Regions from separate parts of the Gossypium hirsutum genome. Here region 1 is linked to region 2. A link is a contact called in public Hi-C data. All regions are on one chromosome and are shown on one strand. The core of a region is the stretch at or near the end of the contact, and the rest is flanking DNA. Distances in the headings are between cores, read along the strand shown.

What was found. Hi-C and Micro-C count contacts between places; a contact is called where the count stands out from the background.
Region 1: a contact with region 2 is called in a Hi-C map of leaf, with 2.2 times the contacts expected there. The contact joins the promoter of LOC107954874 here to the promoter of LOC107913314 in region 2. A contact is called at or near these places in 2 of 34 Hi-C or Micro-C datasets (both in leaf).

What each region holds. Positions count from the first base shown.
Region 1 is chrD11:29,257,582-29,265,106 of Gossypium_hirsutum_v2.1, forward strand. LOC107954874 (GTP-binding protein At3g49725, chloroplastic) reads left to right here and starts at 3,028. Exons shown (of 13, transcript XM_016890559.2): 1 at 3,028-3,665; 2 at 3,756-3,820; 3 at 3,912-3,974; 4 at 4,078-4,167; 5 at 4,254-4,366; 6 at 4,745-4,813; 7 at 5,389-5,533; 8 at 5,658-5,713; 9 at 5,815-5,865; 10 at 5,996-6,050; 11 at 6,147-6,203; 12 at 7,011-7,130; 13 at 7,202-7,525. The coding sequence starts at 3,302. It also overlaps the pseudogene LOC107954875.
Region 2 is chrD11:29,011,355-29,018,267 of Gossypium_hirsutum_v2.1, forward strand. LOC107913314 (ACT domain-containing protein ACR1) reads right to left here and starts at 3,741. Exons shown (of 8, transcript XM_016841859.2): 1 at 3,479-3,741; 2 at 2,825-2,898; 3 at 2,677-2,722; 4 at 2,375-2,489; 5 at 2,194-2,261; 6 at 1,426-2,070; 7 at 1,233-1,337; 8 at 648-1,109. The coding sequence starts at 2,895. The coding sequence ends at 759. LOC107913313 reads left to right here. Exons shown (of 3, transcript XM_016841857.2): 3 at 1-466. The coding sequence ends at 257.

The sequences.
Region 1 (7,525 bases), core at 1,778-4,277, 250 kb after region 2:
CCGGATTTGTGCTACATACATATTAATGACCGACTAATTGCAGCATTGTTGATTTTGCAATTCTTTTTCATGCGTAATATTTCATTTTACATTTTTAGGTTAATGAATTACGAGCTTGCAATTGAGCTTCTTTCACCATCGTATGTAAAATTATCAGTGTGCGGTTAGAAGAAGGAACTGTAACATCTCTGCTTCAAGAAAAGGGAACAATTAGGTTAGGGGGGTGCAATACAAAACTAAGGATGGTCAAGAATTAAGAGCTTATGCTCCTCTACGATTGTATGTGATGGTTGCTTTTCAAACCTACGTCGCTCTCTTTGCAACCCAAAGGTGAAGTTACCATTTTCTATTTGTTATGTGAATACTTTGTCATCTTATCTAATAATGATATAGAAAATCATGTTGATGAGACAGTTATCTTTTGGCAGTGGTGAAGCCAAGAAATTTTCGTTGGGGGCCAGGATAAGAATATAAATTGTTGGAGGGCCAAACTTAAAAATTTCATGCTAAAAGGGTTAAATTATATTACAAAACAATATGAGGGTCTAAAATTGTAATAAACCCACTTTATCCAAGGGGGACAGCGCCCCTGCCTGCCCCCTTTTGGTTTCTCCCGTCTTTCAGGCTATAATTTCTTAGAGTTGCATTGTCTGCTTGAATACTAAATGAAATCATTTAATTTGCATGTCCTCAGTTTCTTATGATGTTCTAGCAGGAAAGTAAATTTAGCATTTTTAACTTTTCAACAGGTAGATGTGCCCTCTTGTTTTGTGGGTTTGGTCCTAGAGAACTGTAAACTCCCATTTCCAAATCACGGACATGTTATCCTAGCAGATCCTTCACCTATCTTGTTTTATCTGATCAGTAGCACAGAGGTTCACTGCTTGCTTGATGTTCCAGGGAAGAAAGTGCCTTCTCTTGCAAATGGAGAAATGGCAAATTATTTGAAGACCATGGTGGCAACCCAGGTAATCAGCTAATTGTTGATTGATTCATGATTTTGGATTAGTACCTATTTCTTTATAGTTTCACCAGAACATTCAACTGTAATCCTTTATTGGTGTTAAAGCATCCCTTGCGTTTCTGCACATGTTACCTTGGTTTAATCTAATAGAGTGTCTGTTTCAGGTTCCACCTGAGCTTTGTGAAGCTTTCATTGCTGCTGTTGACAAAGGTAATATTAGAACCATGCCAAATAGAAGCATGCCAGCTGATCCTCATCAGACTCTTGGAGCACTTCTAATGGGTGATGCTTTCAACATGCGTCATCCTTTAACTGGTGGAGGAATGACTGTCGCATTGTCTGATATCGTTGTACTTCGGGATCTTCTTAGGCCTCTGCATGACCTTCATGATGCAGGTTCCCTGGCTAAGTATCTCGAATCATTTTACACGTTACGCAAGGTTAGTTGGCTGCTTACTCTATGATCCTATTTTAGTAACAATAGCTCTTTCACCATTTGATTTCCTTTGTGCCCCATGTCATATAGTTGGCTTCACATGCTTCGATTCTAACCAACTAGCTAGGATTGTGTATTTCGTTTTGTTTCAATATCACTAGGTTTTGGCGTCATCTTCAAAAATCTGAACTGATGGTCTAGCAATGTTCTTGAGATAAAAGAAAAAGAATTCTTCAATTCTAGGTTCGACCACTGACATTTTGCCCAATGGCGGAGCCTAGTAGAGGCCCAGGGGGGCCATGCCGCCCTCCCCCCCCCCCCCAAGTTTAAAATTTTTGCAATTTAGCTCTTTGTAGATATATTATGGCCCTTCCAAAAATATAAGTAGGCTTCCCCAAGGTTTAATATTTTTGCAATTTCCCCCTTTGTATATATACTATAGCCCTCCCAAAAATCAATTGTTTATATGTTTAAATCGATTGTTATGTGGCATATCTAATTTTAGCTAGGCACCCCAATATTAACATCTTGGCTCCGCCACTGATGATGCCCCTTTTCTTTCCAACCTGATTGGTCTTTGGAGATATACAATGAATCAGAGATGTTATTACTTATTTTCAAAATTTTCTGTTTGGTGTACTGCAGCCTGTGGCTTCTACAATAAATACGCTGGCCGGTGCTCTTTACAAGGTGTTTTCTGCTTCCCCTGATCAAGCAAGGTCGGAAATGCGAGAAGCCTGTTCGACTATTTAAGCCTTGGGGGTGATTTCTCAACAGGACCAGTAGCTTTACTCTCTGGTTTAAATCCTTGCCCATTGAGTCTAGTTCTTCATTTCTTTGCTGTGGCAATTTATGGAATTGGTCTCCTACTCTTACCATTTCCTTCACTTGGATGCATGCTAATTGGAGCTAGGTTAATTTCGGTATGTATTATTCCATTCTTTATACAGTTGATGCCTCTCTTTTCACCTTTGCTCCTTCCTTTTGTTTTCCTTGGGACCGCACTCTACTTGTATGAAATAGATATTCTAACTGTACAATTTATTTGACATTCCACACAAATTTTCAATAGATACCATGGTACAAAGGTTTCCATTAATATGTGTTAGCTCAAGTTAAAATCAAAGCTAAAAGTATAAAATCTGTGTATGTTGAACTGGATTTCGCCACCTTGCGATGATATTTTTTTCCTCTCATTCATGCAGAGTGCATCAGGTATTATTTTCCCCATAATCAAAGCAGAGGGAGTGAGACAAATGTTCTTTCCTGCCACTGTTCCAGCAGTATATCGAGCTCCGCCCGTTGATTGATCTACCCCATCATGGTAGCGTCATCTTTTAGCACCCAAGATTTAGTGGGATGACTGATAAATGATGAGTGCATCCTAGGACATTGTTCAACTGTGCGAACTGTTCATTCATTTATGAAAGAAGTTGTGGCAAAAACCAATGTACTTTATATTTGTTGTATTACACTGTGAGAAATAATAAAAGAAAAGATTCATCATTGTTGAGTAAATAGATTTCAACAATCAAAACACTGAGTGAAGAAATATCACTTGAACAAAACACAAAGAGAAAGTTTCTTTAAAAATGATATTGAGTAAATGGGGCTACTTGCTAAAACACAAGGCCGAAAAAGCAAATTTTGGATCCTCAAAATGGTGAATGGGTTGGACAGGCATGGAGTCGTAGTAAAAGTAGGAGATGGGCTCCGAGGGTTTTAATTTTATAAGCTGAAGGGCTAAAACATGACCGACCGTCCAATTACGGAACCCCTCCCCTCGATCAAGTACTAGAGAAGCGAAAGAAGAACGTTCCTCCCATAGTCCCACTCCAGGGCCATTTTCTATTTCATTAGAAACTGCAAAATTTTCTTATTAGCCAACAATTTTCAGAGAAATGTTAAGAATTCTCACTTGGTCGCGGTCCTCCCTCAGGTCCCGATCTCAACTTTCTCCTTCTTCTTCATTTTGCATTCTTTCATCATCATACTCAACTTTGAACCAAGGCTCCGAAGACAATCAAAGCACCGCCGGTTCAGTTTTCAGCAGGGACCCATCTGACCCACCTCGCCTTTTCGTCGTCCAGCCTCGTCTCCGTCCCGCTACTTTCTTGCAGGCCAAGCTCAACGAGGCTCTTTGTTTAGCTAACTCCCTTGAGGAACAACGTGATGGCTACTTTCATTCTGATTTCTTCGATAAGGAGTTGCCTCCTCATGTTGTTGTCCAAAACCCTTCTCTTAAATCTGCCAAAATCCGCGCTGGTATCTCAACTCTCTTGTTTAACCATGTTTCTAGTCACTTCTTCCTTTAATGTTTTGTTCTTGATTTTTATTTTTATTTTTTATTTCTAGACACGTATTTTGGACCTGGAACTGTAGAAAACATCAAATGCCATTTGAATGCTCTGGAGTCCAAGGCAAGACAGCTTCTTCTTATGTTCTTCGTAACGACCTTATGATTTTAATGCAACTGTGGAAACCTTATCTATCACCATATGGTTTTACTAGGATGGAGTTGATGCTGTTTTTGTCAATACCATCCTGTCTGGAGTACAGCAACGTAATTTAGAGGCAAGTACTGGCTGTCTAATTTCTCTCATTCTTTTGGTGGCAATGGAAACTCAAGCTGTACTGTAATGTGTTTTGCTAATATATTTGCTATTTTCTTTGGCAGCGAATTTTGGGAAAACCTGTCTTAGATCGTGTTGGCCTTATAATAGAAATATTCAATGCTCATGCACACACTAAGGAAGCCAAGTTACAGGTGCAATTCCTGGCTTTACTTGGCATGGCATCGCATTTTGAATTCCACTGTTTTCACTAAGACTTGTTTCACTTGCTATTATGCAGGCTGAGTTAGCAGCTCTTATGTACAAGAAGAGTAGACTTGTCCGTGTACGTGGGCTGGACGGCCGCAATACGTTTGGAGCTAGTGGAGAAGTTGAAGTTGTTAGTGCACGAGGGTGAAGCCTGAGTTCCCTGTAGAACAAAATAGGACTAGATTATAAAGCTTTGAAGATTTCCAAGATGATTTGGACCATTATTCTAGCTGCCTTAGATTATAAATCCTTCCTCTTTTTTCTTTTAACCAAATAGGAAAAACACTATGACCTGAGAATAAGTTGAAATTAACTTTATAGGGTGGGGTAATGGGTAAATGTTTTTTCTTTTTTCCAATATTCCCTTTTGAAGATTGAAATGTTTCCATAGTTCAAAGTTCAAACAGTTTTGATTTCTCTCTATCCCCTCAACATATTCATTTGTCATGTACATAAATGCTTGTCACTAATAATTGTCTATTCTTAGAAATGGTTTTGATTATGCATATGTATTGGTTGCAGGAGAGGAAGTGGGGGTCGTGGTTTCATCAGTGGTGCTGGAGAAACTGAACTGCAGCTTCAACGCCGAAGGTTTGTTCTTTATGCTACATTTGTGTGTGTGTGTGTGTGTGTGTGTGTGTGTGTGTGTGTGTGTGTGTGAAGCTGTCTCAGATGCTTATGTACTCACAAATGTCTGATGACCTGGATACCATGTGAATTTTTATATGCATGCTATAGTTGTTCTTGATTTTTGAAATTTCTTTTTTAATGGGCAATGTCTGTTCTATTATTATCTGGAGATGCCCCATCCCCTCCATAATAACTGAATACATTCAAGAATGTCTACTCTTCTTTAATTAATGGGAGCTTAGGATATTCTGCTTTAGCATTGCCTTGTTGATTATATCCCTTCCTTTCTAAGATGGTGATGACTATGAAATGCGTGCTCTTTTATTAGAGGTTTCTAGCTATCCATATTGACTATTTTATTCATCCTTTGTCCTCTCATCTCAATTTGGATCTGGCTATTTGGATTGTGGTATGCCTGTTTTCAGTCTCTGTATGTTGCTCTTTTATAACTAGCCACTATTTACTGTGCTCTGTTATCATAATCCTTATTAACTCAGTGTGTGTTTATATGTTCGCTGACTGGAACTTATTCTCAGAATCTTGGAGCGGCGGAATCATTTGTTATCCCAGATTGAAGAGGTTCGCCGTACCCGAGCTGTGCAACGTGCAGCTCGTAAGAAACGAGGTGGACTTGATGGCCGATGTTTAGCTACTGTTGCTGTTGTAGGATACACAAATGCTGTAGGTGGCCAAATTCTGACCTAATCTGCATTTTGTTTCAACCAGACTAACAAGTTAGAGATATCTTGTGTTTTTTCCCTCTATTTTCTCATGCTCAACATTTACCCTTTTTCTCAATTAACAGGGGAAGTCTACATTAATTAGTGCACTCTCAGATAGTAATCTGTATAGTGATGCAAGGTATATTTTTCTTTAAAACAATTTTTCCTCGAAGTTAAATTCTTTGTTATAAGTAAAAGGATGGATGTTTTTGCCTAATTGGAGGCAATGGCTTTGTGCAGATTGTTTGCAACATTGGATGCTAGATTAAAAAGTGTTGTTCTTCCTTCAGGGTGAGTTGGTCCATATCTAATCTAATTTCCTCTCTCACAAATTTTGGCAATCAAATATAAACATGCTTTTTAATCATTGACGAGATTACAATCTTATGCAATTGATCTAATTATGCACATAATAATTCAGGAGGAAAGTGCTTCTTAGTGATACTGTGGGATTCATATCTGATCTGCCAGTACAGGTAACTGAAAATCATTGAGTATATGTGTCATTGATTATATTTTTCCCCTTTTTGTTATTTTCGGTCTTCATTCACTGATGGATATTGCTCTTATAGTTGGTGGAAGCATTTCATTCAACCTTGGAAGAGGTGCTGGAGGCTAACCTCCTTGTGGTATGAACGGATAAACTTTCCCTTTAAAAAAAAAAAAAATTGTCTATTGTAAATTGTAGTTTCGACTTTCTTTTCTTCTTTGTCTATTTATAAAAGCAGATTCTTTTAAAGATGCTGACCTTTTGATCATCTTTGATCAATCAAAGCTGATTAACACCATCGAACCTTATCTTGGCTGTATACAGTTCTAAAATCCAAATAAATTAAAAAGAAAAAAAGAAAGAGAATATTTCTTAGTAACTTAATTTTATCCTTACAATTCTGAAGTTACATATTCTTTTGTTGCGAAGCAATGAATTATTGAGAAATGACTTTCAAGTAGATTCTATTACGAAAGAATTGAAACTTGAAAGGGCAGTATCTTGGTTAAAGAATATTGATATCTGCCTTTAATCTTTTCTTCCTTACACCTGATTTTCCCAAGCAACTTTTTTACCCTCTTTAGTAGTGTTGCATTTGCCAAATCTTCTATCACCCAGATATATCCTCTTTAAGAGGTCAATTATTATGCAATCAAGGGTTTGCTGTCACTCACTGTTATTATTGTTGTTATTGTTTTTGCTTTTCTTTTGAGTAGTCTGGTTCTAAATGAATTTTTCTTCATATGGTCAATTGGCCACTGTAAATAATAAATATGATCAGCAAACTCTGATGAGTGATCCTTGAAACATGTTTAAATTGTCCTTTTTTCAGAATAATTGAAGTTTCTTTCTTTGGACGTGTAATTTATGTGAAACATTATCTCCTGAGTCAGAGAATCAAGATTTCTGTCCTGCCTGCTTATGGATTTTTCTAATAACTATGCAGCATGTAATAGATTGCACTGCACCTAACCATGATGAACATCGGTCCACGGTGTTGCAAGTTCTTCAGCAAATTGGAGTGTCAGAGGAGAAGCTTCAGAACATGATTGAAGTCTGGAACAAGGTATTTTACCACTCTTTCCTCTCCAAAAACAACAATAAAAATTATGTCTTCTAACTTTACAATCTGCTAAGATTGATTATGAAGAAGAAATGGGTGCTGGTGAATATATGGATGATGGTGAAGATGTTGAGATGAGCGATTTCTCAGCTGCAGAAGATGGTGAGACTAAAGATTCTCCAGGAGAAGATTGTGATGTGGCATTTGAGCTATTAGATGGGAAATCAGTTGATGGTAGTGATGCATTGAAGCCTTCACTTGGAGAGCTTCAACAGACCATGGATGACAAGCAAGACGATTACTCTGATGGCTGGCTGTTGTCAGAGGACGACACCGCGGATGACTACTGGAATACCCTGAATGAACAGCAGCAAGCTGAGACCTCCAATGAGTGTAAG
Region 2 (6,913 bases), core at 2,491-4,990:
ATGAGGATGTTTCATTCAGTGACCTTGAGAATGATGATGACGATAGTGTGCCAATAAGTTATAAGCAAGTGACATCTGGTTCTGATTCTTCAACAAAAGACTCAAGAGATTGGGTTCAACTTGGCAGGAGCTCTACAGACTCGGTTAAAGATGTTAGCTGTGTTGGTGATAAACATCTTGGGTCTGAGGAGGTAAGTGCTCGTAACCCTGAAACCAAGGAATCAAATGACTGGCTTGATATTGAAGAGATCATGTGAACTCTAAACCTTTGGGGTATTTGAAATTTAGATTCTTCATGGTTATATGTGTATGGTTCCATCAGTCCAAGCTAAGGCTCTAGAAACTGTGTTTTGTACATAAAACCCAGTTAAAATTGGATAATTTTATGCTTATGTGATTTCCACGTGGATTTGTGTCTAATGAATTATGTAATTGCTGTTTGATCAGAGAAAAATTTGGAGCTGTAGTGATTGAAGTTGTTATGTATCTTTGTGGAGCGATGCATAATGGCTTAGCTAGAAACTACAATATGCTTATCAGGAAGTTGTTTGATGCAGGCTTGGGACAGGTTTGTATTGTAGGAAAAACTAACGCCCTGCTCTACTTTGAATTTTCATAGAAGAATTGCTTTGGGGAAAGAATCAATGTAAGCAATTGCTGATTTATTCCAAGAGATGAAGAAATTTATGTACAGACAATGACATAGTTACAGCATGAAAGGGTAGTTTAGTTACAGCATGAAAGGGTAGTTTGGTTCCTTAATGACCGAAACTGGATGTAAGTCGCTCAAGCTGAGACCACAAGAGATTTCCTAATGAAAATCTGGGTCTTTCTTCCATTTCACCGCTGCTTCTGCTGACACTTAATGAAGAATTGGGGCACTTGTTTACAACCAAAACAGATCCCCCAATCTGTTGTCTCACCAATTCCACCGTTCTTGGATTTGCATCATTCCCTGAAGCATCTGTAACATAAAAACATCCGCTTGCTCTTTCCCCATGTGTTCCTATCTCCGTTCGTGTTATTGATAGCCCATTTTCTCGGAACACCCTCGTTAAATACCACAGCAACCCCATCTTGTTTTCAGTACATATATCCAGCCTTACCCCCTGCGTCAATGCCATCACATAAAAGGATTATATTACTTTTGTACCACTTCATCTGTCCGTATCTAACACATTTCAAAACATGGGAAACTGAACCAAAAACTTAAATGTTTTTATGTAACTAACATGGGAAACTCTTCGTTCGATTGCCGCAACCAAACATTGGGCAAGTTTACGACTTTCAGTTTCCGACACCAAACTGCAGCCGTCCTGCCTCCTTATAAAATATTCCTGGAAGTTGAAAAAATAAACAATTTTAAAACCATATTAACAAGGATAACATTGCGAGACATTTGCAAGAATTTCCAAGTTGACTTACCTGATTAGCCATGGAGCCTTTTAAGCTGACGGCTGCATGGAATACAACATATTGCATGTCGGTTAAGGCACAAACCGTATCAAACAATAGCTTGTTTCTGTCCCTACTCCTCAGGTTCACCAGCGAGTACCCTTTTTCCTTGCAAGTCTCAACCGTCACATGAGTCTTCTTACACCCATTCCAGTGCCTGCAGCTGCCATCACATCCCTGACATGGTTCGTAGTCTTTGTCGGCGTACATCATTTGGTGGAGCCGCCGTTCCGTATGTGTCCTATCAGCTGCCGGAGCGGTTAACAGTACACTCCTCTTATCTCCATTCTCATGATGGCCCTCAACTACAATCTCTAGCTTCTCCTGTACTAGAGCCAGCCGTTTTTGAACCATGATAGGCCCTCCTTTGAGTCCATCTTCCACTTGAATTATGCAGGCCATGCGGCCGTTATGAGTCCACGCGACGGCTGCCGTAATATGGCATCCCAATTCGTATAGGGCTGCAGATATATCAGACATGAGGCCAGGCCGGTCCCTTCCAGTTATCTCCAAGGCCGTATGCTCTGTTGAGATATGGCATGGCCTCAGCTTCCTTTTGTGACATGTTTGTAATTCCTTTGGAACCCCTCCTCTCCTCCTAGTATCACAAAGTTCCTGTCAATTATCATTTCCTTTTCCCATTAGAAAACAAATCAAAACCCCCCATACCATAATAAATCAAAACTTTGCTACTCCATATATATATAATATCAGAAAAAAATATAGGAAAGAAGAGACCTGTTGTATGTAAAGATTAAGAGTCTCATCAGTGATTTTCTTCCCAAGCTGGTCTCTCACATGGAACACTGCAAGCCATGCAACCCCAAAAAGGGAAAAACAAACGAATTAGGGGGACTGAAAATTACTGTTTGATACTTTATGGTGGATGGTATGTGGGGAGGAGCATTGAGCCACTGACCATCCATGAGCCATCCACCGTCGGAGCAAATGTATGATTTGGATATAACAAGGTCGAGATCAGTCAAAACTTGGACCATTTCTAGCAAAATCCCATGCCTGTTTGCACTGTCCACCTGTGAACGATGACATAAATAAAGAAGAAGGGTTGGTTTCCCATGTTATATTCTTGCGTTTCAGATGGCTATATTCCCTTTAAAAGCCTCTTTAGAAGAGAACTGCATACACCCCAAAAATATCACACAAATACCCTTTTATATATAAACCAAACATCATATATCAATAGTTTAGTTTATTCTGAACCTTGACAACCGTGCAGTGTTGGCATGTGTCGTTATCGATACAAACTCTGCAAAACACCAAACTGGCGAATTAAACCAAGCCAGGTTTCGTTTTTATTTATCAAACAAAACAAGTAATTAATATAATTAATTCATTTTGTTTGCAATACCTTGGAGCATTGATTCGTTCAATAAGGGACTCAAACTCAGGGTCAATATAAGGCTGATAAACAATCTCCATCTTCTTGTTCAAATAATGAAAAGAAGGCCTTTCAAGTTTTGCTTCCTTTGGAGACTAAAGCCTTAGGAACCATGAAAAAGATATGCATCAACGTGATCTATATACATGCCAATAATTGAAATTGCGTGGCAAAACAAATGTATATGATAGAGGAAGTTATGAGCTAGCAGCGGCGTCCAACTTGCTTTTTTTTTTTATATATAGATAACAGATATGGAACAAAGGATATGATTGCAAACGACAGCTGTTTTTTACGCTGATATGAAAATTTCTGCATGTTTGGCTTTGTTTAATTTACTCATTGGAAAGGATAAGAGAGAAGAAAATTAAATGAAAATCTCTTTGGATCTAATCCAAATAGGATTTGGGGGTCATCGAGATAAAACCAAAAAACGATTCCTATTGACTTCTGGGTATTCTCATTGCATGCATAAGTGCAAAAACAATTAAAAACATATTGAATTTTCTATAAAACCCTCCCTTCCCTAAGTGTTTTCAAACACGAAACTCAAATGGAAGAAACGTATAAAGAGATGAAAAAAGAAAAAAAAAAGAAAAAAAAAGGGAAAGAAACTAAAGGTACCTTTGTATAGGAAGAGATGGGTTTGAACTGCAGAAGGCAAATCTTCTGGAAACAAGGAAATCAAATAACAGTCCCTGCGATTTTGCTAACTATAGGAAGGTTTTTATGGGTAACAATGGTGTAAAACCGAAACAAATGGAGAGTCTAACTAAAATAAAGAACGTTGATCATATTTCCTGTTTTCTTTGTTAGATGGTTAAGTGTGTGATGAAAAAAAAAAAAAAAGAGTTGTAGTTGATGCAAGGAACTTGGGAGGTGTTTACATAAGTGAATGAATGTGAAAAGAGCTTTATATGGAAAATTTGGTTAGTTTCCTTTTTACGTAGTAGGAAAATGTATGAGTGTCGATGCGGATTTAGCCACGTACGAGGTTGTAACACGCGTGTCACTTCTGGGTTAGGGCGGCTCCAGCTCTCCCATTCATCGCCACCTGGCTCCAAACCTTTTGTGGCTCTTTACCCAGTCAGGATTAGGTGTCGATGACGTGGCGTCTCATGGTGGGTTGTTTCATAAATTAAAATTTTCTATTTTTGGTTGGTTGATGAGTAGTTTATAAGGCTGAGCTGTTTTCTAGTGATCTGCATTTAGGCTAATTACTATTTATTCTTTCCCTAAAATTGCTCAAAATAGTTTTAAGGAAATATTACTGTTTTTAACCACGTTTTCGGGCAAATTACCAAAAAAAACTCTATTTTTTTAAAATTTACCGAAATAGGCCCGTTATTTTATTATTTATCAGAATAGATCATTTTCCCCGAAATTGCGTCCACGTCAGCGCGATGTCAGGGGACGTGTCAGAACATTACGTCCACGTCAGCACCCTTTGCTTACGTGGACACAAATCGCGCCTACGAGGACGTGATTTGCTGACGTGGATGAACAGTTTATGTTTTTTAGCTTGGAAAACTTTGATAGGCCATAACTTTTCACTTGGTTGTCCGATTGAGACGATTTTTTTATTTCGAATAACTTTTCGAGATCTACGCGCTGACAAACAGCCGAAGGCGGTTTGCCATAGTTTTCATCGAAAAAGATCCTTTTTTGCCCCTAAATTTGATTTTTTCGGTTTAAAATTGAATTTTGAAACATTCAAAACATTATTTTCCTTATTTATTTGAAGTAAACACCGGATTTTTTTTACAGAATTGTTGTATTATTTTTTATGATTTGACACGTGTATGGAATATGTCCGATAAATCGTTAGAACGTAAGTAATATAATTAAGATAATAACAATATTTCTATAATATGTCAATTAATTAGTTTGGCTTAGTTGGTTAAGATGCTTACTCTTTTCCCTTAGTACCTTGGTTCAAATCTTGTTGGTACTTGTTGCTATTGATGTAATATTGAAGAGTTAATTAATTAAAAAAATAAATACAAGTACAAAAAGATTCAAAATTTATTTTTTCAAAATACTAAAAAAGTCCTATATTTTTAAAATTTATCGAATGGGCCCGGTATTTTATTTTTTTGACCGTTGGGTACTGTTCACGCGCGGGCCGAAATCGCGTCCACGTCAGCGCGAGATGCTGACGTGGAAGGAAATCACGCTCTCAAGGACGCGATTTCCTTCCACGTCAGCATCTCGCGCTGACGTGGACCCGATTTCCTGATACGTACCCTGACATCGCACTGACGTGGATGCGATTTTCCGGAAAAAGGACCATTCCGGTAAATAATTAAAAAATGGGTCTATGTCGGTAATTTTTTTTAAAAAAGGGCTTTTATTGGTAAATTACCCCACGTTTTCCCCAATTTTTATTTAATTTGGATTTTTCGGATTCTCTTTTCATTTATTGTTATTATAAATGCATTTATAGCCCCTCCCCAAAATTAAAAAAAATCAATTTAGTTCTTTTTTGAGAAATTAATAATTTAATTTAAGTATTTTTAATATAATTTTTTTAGTTTTAGCCCCTTAAACTTTTATAATCATAATTTTAATCCTTTGATTGCATCGTAATTTTTTATATCATGTTTCGTAATATATATTATAATTACATATACTAATTGTCATCATTAGTCGGTCCTTGGACAAGTAAAAATAATTAACAAATACTATATAATTTAATTGAAATTAGTATAAATAATTTATAATAAATACTATATAATGTAATTAAATATTTAGTAGGTCAAAATGTACGAGAAGTCATCTCTCATCAATATATTTTGTAGATTATTTGAAAAAAATTCATAAAATAAAATGTAATTATATTTTAAAAATAAAATATATGTCTAAAATTTAAAATATCATTAATGTATAAAAATAAATAAAATTTAAAATATTCACATCTTAGTCCAAGACCATGACATATGCACACTTGTCTCTATTTCCATTTCCATTAAAAATATTTCATTCACTTATGATTATTAATAATTAATCCCATTTTAGCATTTAGCCATTTAAACTCTAAAGTAGGGACAGTTCCTTGAATGCTTACCTTTGAAAGAGAAAAGTCATCAAATTTCTCTTCTTTATTAGTTCAAGACTTCTCTTACTCAAAGCTTTACCACCCACCTATTAACTCTTTGTTTTTCACATTCTCACACTAATTCAAGCTTTCTCTCTCTAGCTCAAGAAAAACTTTACCTTCCATGGAAAAGATGATGATGATGAACCAAGTTTAGAAATGGGATTCTACAAGATTTTTGCAAGAAAATAAGGTGAACAGGGAAGATTTTTTGTGGGATTTGAGAAAGAGAATGAAAAAGTAAAAAGAAAAGTTCTTCATTGATTTTCGACCACAAATCATTATAATTCTTTTAAAATTCCATTATTTGTCTCATATTTGAATTTTTTTTCAAAATTTCATTATAACAACTCCTAGAGTAGTATCACTTACTATGCGAAAAAAATAAAAGCATTACAAATGATGTTATGAAAGTATTGGAACCGAATTATGTTAGAATAAAGTATAAATACTAAACCTTAAACTTAAACATAGTAGAGGGGCCAAATTATAATTTTAACTATACTGTGTATATGTAAGGCAAACTTCATTCGTTTTATTAACTCATTATAAGACACTGGTCAAATCACAATTTTGATCTCTTTATTGTGCTCAAATTGAGATTTAATCTTTATATTTTAATTGGACATAATTTGATTTTCCACTTTTAAAATGACATTAGTTAGCTCAGATAGTTGCCATCAGTTCAAATGATTTTCGATTTAATAGAAAATTGATATATTTTTAAAAAAAATGTTTTAATTAAATTGATTATGTATTTACCCAAAAGGAAGCATGATGGAAAATTAGTGAGGTGTAAATTTGAGGTTTATCCAATTTTATTTTTCACAAGATGCGTGTGAATTATAAACTAAAACAAGCTGAAAACTGTGAGCGTGTAGGCCCATTGGAGTACAATTGCAAAGGCCCGCCTTTTATTATTATTATTATTAGTTTGGTGACATACCTTAAATTTTCTGGTG